2 separate regions of the Danio rerio genome follow, and region 2 is linked to region 1. The links are chromatin contacts, called in public Hi-C maps. All regions are on one chromosome and are shown on one strand. The core of a region is the stretch at or near the end of the contact, and the rest is flanking DNA. Distances in the headings are between cores, read along the strand shown.

Region 1 (2,700 bases), core at 93-2,592:
TGAAAAAATAGCCATATATGAACATATAGAAATATTAGAGGTAATATATCTGAAGATATACGTACATAGTAATTCCAACGATTGAAAAAAAAATATATGTTTATATTTTGGGCCAATTGGGGCAGACAGAATCTGTGAATATTTTTGGCTATTTCTGTAGAGAATTTAGTAAAAAATCTGTGGATTTATGTGGAATAATTTTGGGAGTATCTTAACTAAAAACTATGACATAAAAAAATGATATATGACATAAAAAATAATACCTTTTTACCTTTTATTTAATGATTACAATGCAAATCCCATTAGAACCACTTATTTGGAAAAACAAAGCAAGTCTCTTATATAATATCTACTGCAAGACCGAAAATATTACTTTACAAACTGTATTGTAAATAAATCATATGAACATTTTTAGTCAATAATATTACTGAAATCAAATTAAAAAACTGAATTAATAAAAATGTACACACATTTACACAAGTAAATAAATAGACTCAACGAGGGGTTAAAAATCTGTGGAATCTGCAGATTTCTGCACGTGCAGATTCTGTGTGGGTCATACATATTTTATATATGAGAAATCTAAACATGAACTGTATATATGCCATATAGGTATGTAATTTGCATATATTACCATAATATCATATTTCTTATGGGATGAGGCCATAAACATGCAACCTCTGGAGCGCATGACATTCAAAATGATATGGTAAATCCAACCACTTTAATGTATGCTTTGGTGTTGATTACTAGGCTAGTAAGCCTTTTTGATGGAGATTAAATATTTGGGAAAATAAAAGTTGATCAGAGAATCAGTATGAATTGTGGCTTTGAGTTGTTTCATAATAGGCCTTGCTCTCAGAAGAACCAAAAAGCACATGACAAGACATTTAACTTCACCCTGAGGCTCCAGGCCAACAGAGGGAGTGACAGACATGTGACTAATGCAGAACACTCCCAAACTCTACTCCAGAGTAAAAAAATATTGCATAAGCATGAGGAGTGATATCTACATACTTGAGTTATGCAAAGCTTGGCGGAGTCATATGGGATAAACATCTTGACATCCACAGGACTCTCATCTACTGGATGTCTTTTGCTTGCACTTATTGAAGATACCTTGGGTACTGTGATGGTAAATAGAATGAAAATGAAACAACTTCTGTTTGTGTTTATAAATCCTGAAACTCTACCAGCAGAACCTACCTTTGCGTTTTGTTTCATGGGGTCGGTCTGTTCCAATCCAGCGCCTGAATGCGTTCCATTTGACTCTACCTTTCCTTAGCCATGAGACCTCACATTTACCTGCACCTTCAAATATTAACACGCAGTTACTGTGACACTTCACTCATCTGGTTCTTTGGGAACCAGGAATTTTTTTTTTCATTTTTTTTTTTTTAATAGCTCTTTTTCTAGATGGTGGAATGAATCGGGTCTTTTTCATACCACTGATGTGTGCTAAACAATAAGAGTGTGTTAGATTTAATATAAGGTTAATTAACTACTTGTAAAAAAAAATCTGCTAAATTAAAAGTTTCCACATTTTGTGTTTTCCTTTTATTTATGGTTGTGCATTATGGGATGTTGATCTCTGCTCTGTTGATTTTTGATGTTGAAAATTTAACTCTACCTTTTAACAAAGAGACTTTTATTGACATTTTAGTAGTTAGAAATAATATAATGCACAAGAAATGATGTATAGAGAAGGAACAGAAAATGTAATGGCAGTTTATTACACTGTTTTGTAGTTTAATATACAACCCCAAATCACTTTTAAACTCTTAAAAATGTTAATAAAAGTCACTTTTTCTATCTTGTGAAGGTCAAAAGTAGTTGGTTGAACGATCAAAGTCCCATAATGCAATTCAAAAGCATAAATAAACAGGAAAAAAAGAAAAACAATATACAGACAACTGCTAATTCACATGAAGTTTAATTATAAAATAATTTTGAGAGGATCATGTGCTTATGATTGATCACGGTTTGTCCCACATTAGCCAATTCATGATACACCGATCAGATGATCACCATAAATAACCTAAGTTCCATATCACAGTCATCTTCATTTTGAAAAATACCCCCTTCCACCCCTACTCCTCCTCCTTTCTGGGTGGAATGGCCTCACAGTAAGAACATCAATGATTCTAGTACCAAGTCAGTCGACATTTCTGTGCGGCGTTTATGTGTTCTCTGCATGCTCATGTGGGTTTCCCCTGGGTCCCCTGGTTTCCTTCCACCATCCCAAAACATGCAAATTAAGTCAATTTGACTAATCCAAATCAGCACCATAGACAAGCTCCTAGTAAGCAGTTATCTATTCATAGCAATCCTTAATTGTTCATTAGCTACAAATAACAGGGGAGTTCTTGAGATCTACCTGAGCTCAAACTCCCCTCTTGCCTTGCAAATGAGAGGGAGCACAGGGCTCAGGGATCTTATGCAGGGCTCTCTTCCGGGACAGCATGCTAAACACACTTTATAATCAATCATCAGCTATTATGAACTCTTGAATTATATTTTTTACACTGTAGGTTGGCCATTTGGGAATTTACCTTTAGTGTACAACCAATTAAACAACACTATTGTTTGTAAACACATTAATTATCCTTTTTAAACATGCTTTAATGATATGATTTTAATATGTTATTTTATTTTACAAATTAATGTTTTTAGTTTTTTAATTTTATTGCATGTTTTTTT
Region 2 (2,700 bases), core at 161-2,660, 150 kb before region 1:
ACTTTGTCAGGATACAAAACACAGCATAAACCTTATCTGGATTAAAAATAGATTTCATTAGCAAAAAAGGTTCAATATCCAGGTCAGTTTTTCAGCACGTGCAATAGTTTCGGTCTTTGTTCTAATTTGATGCCATTGATATTAACTCAAACTTCGCCCTTAGGATAGTTGACGTGTGTTATCATCGATCAGCTCACTTTATCTGTGAGTCACACCAGATGAAAATCCACCTCATTATATTAGATTGTAGTCTACAGTTTAGACATCTTTGGAATATCCAAAGTTTCACAAATCTGGAAAATGTATCATAACTAATCCACATAACAGCTTCCTAATAACCAAAAAAAATGAGACTATAATTTCCTGGAAGGTCTTCATATGCCAAGCAGGTGACATCACCGTGGTTTAGTACCAGAAACGGGGTTTAACAGCTCTCTGACATACCACAGTTTGGAAAAGACAATACAAATCAGACCTAGATCTGGCCCATGATAATCAAATCTCCGCCTTCAGTTTCATTAGGCAGGAAACCATCTTGATGTTTTGGGAAATTTAGACTTTGAGGGGAAAGCAAAAGCAATAAAACAATACTACACAATACTATGTATAACACATGGAATCCCAAATGACATATTTTACATTAAATTCACATACAAGTGAAATACAAGAAGCTGTTTCACTCACTAGAAATAGTTTTAACTATATATATTTTTTCTTCTTATTTTAAATACATATTTTTCCTTAAATAGTTTTTTCTCCTATATATAGAAATAAACCCAAAAATTAGACTACACAACTGCCCCATAAAACCTTTTATTCAAATAAACAGTGACATTAGAATTTTTCTATAGTTTACTAGATATGACTAGTAATCAATAGTAAGTGTTTGTTACCCAAAACAAGCTTAGTTAACATACTAATCGCGTTATTTTACGAGTGTGACAGTTTAATTGTAAAGCTGGAACGAATTATTTGATTAGCATGTTCAGCTAATTAGCTAATTAAATCTGTACTCTACCTGTTTTAGAAGGTCTTGATCCTGGAAACGGATTTGTGCAGGCAGAAATGTTTTGATCTGCTGAAGTCACCGTAACGTTATATGCAGAAGAAGCAGATAAAGAACAGCCTTTAAACAATCACTCCTTCCACCAAGCCCAAACAAGAGTCCCTCAAAGCCTGCCTGTGGTCCGTCCGATCTTGTCAACATGTGGTCACTATTAAATTATCAAACGAAATCAAAAGCTGACGGCGTTAATGTATGGGTGACGTTATTAAGCAGACCAGAATTTCTACTCTAATCCGTCCAGTACGGGTGATCTCATCTCACACCAACGCGTGCCCACTGCTGGCGTTTCTTCTGATTTTCTTGCGGAATGCCGGATATCAACGTCAACGCTGAACGCCCTAACGGCCAATCAGATTAAGTGTTAGATATGCTCGACCAATCACACGCGTCCTCCCTGAGCACGAAACCACAATAACATGTTGATTAATGAGTTTATATCATTGTTTAAGTATATCTCTAGATATTGCTGTAGTAGTTTAATTACCGGGATTCAACCAAAAGAGCTCTACATGTGTACCGTTTGTGATGTTTTGTAAAGTTAGTACATTAATCTTCTGCGTGAAGTTGACAGGCTTTAACCAATTGCTATTTACTTCCGCTGTTTTCGCATTGCGTCAATAATAGCCCGTTAACGTGGGACGCCACGCGGTTTCTTTTTTAGGCGTTTTAATATCTTGGAGGCACTTTAGCTTCGAGATGAGCTCTCAAAAAGGAAACGTTTCCAGATCGCGAGGACAGAAACACCAGAATGTCACTGCCTACAAAAATGACAAGTATGGTGCAACCGCACAAGTCAAGGTAAGCTCGTGCTAACAAAAACATAGACATAGTGGAACCAGTCAGTTTGTTTCCTTTAAGAATGAGGCAAAGGTGCTTTTATATTCGCACATTCATTCATATTAACAGTCCCTATATTATTTACCATGCTAACGTTACTTTGAATATTTGCTTTGAAACCGCATGCAATTATGACTTAAAAACAACATTAGCACTATTTAATTGACTGTGGACAATGTTGTACTTTGATAATAGTTGGCTGCTCATATGATTTTACTATTTAAAATGTTTAAATAATACTGTTATTTAAATATATTGTTATTAAGAGTCCAAATGTGCGAATATTTAACCAACTTCACCTCAATCCTTTAAGCTGTTGTGCTGATAAAGGTATGTCAAGCATATGTGACTCTGCACCACAAACCCAGTCACAAAATCATCAGTTTTAGTAAAATGTCATTTATACACAATGCAAAAGTTGAATAAACACATTATCCTTGTATGTTTAGTTTTTATTAGGGTCTGTTAAAACCCATTTTTGTCCAGGGGAATGGGGTGCACATTAAACTGAGGTATTGGTTTTTGGCTGAACTCAAAAGTAAATTGTTTTACAAAGTAAGGATGGAAAACAAGAATTAGTGAACAAAATGATGATGATTCATTTACAAAAAGTGAGGGTGAATCAGTGAGTGAGATATTTGCAATATATACAAAATCGAATACAATAAACAGTAACATATTAGAAAGACTGCCGATGGTTGGTGCTAAAGAAAGGAACCAAACAAAACAGTCTTACTAATATTCACAACAAATCCCCTCTAATCTACTCTAATAAACAAAAGATATAAAAAAGTTTA

What was found. Hi-C and Micro-C count contacts between places; a contact is called where the count stands out from the background.
Region 2: a contact with region 1 is called in a Hi-C map of an unstated tissue, with 3 times the contacts expected there. The contact joins the promoter of zgc:101016 here to the promoter of LOC110439812 in region 1. A contact is called at or near these places in 2 of 18 Hi-C or Micro-C datasets (caudal fin and an unstated tissue).

What each region holds. Positions count from the first base shown.
Region 1 is chr5:26,202,201-26,204,900 of GRCz12tu, reverse strand. It overlaps LOC110439812, which reads right to left and starts at 1,342. Exons shown (of 20, transcript XM_073952170.1): 1 at 1,207-1,342; 2 at 1,018-1,127. The coding sequence starts at 1,059. It also overlaps a transcript of kifl not described here.
Region 2 is chr5:26,356,529-26,359,228 of GRCz12tu, reverse strand. zgc:101016 reads left to right here and starts at 1,410. Exons shown (of 4, transcript NM_001004001.2): 1 at 1,410-1,864. The coding sequence starts at 1,763. abhd17b (abhydrolase domain containing 17B, depalmitoylase) reads right to left here and starts at 1,341. Exons shown (of 3, transcript NM_001002744.1): 1 at 1,019-1,341.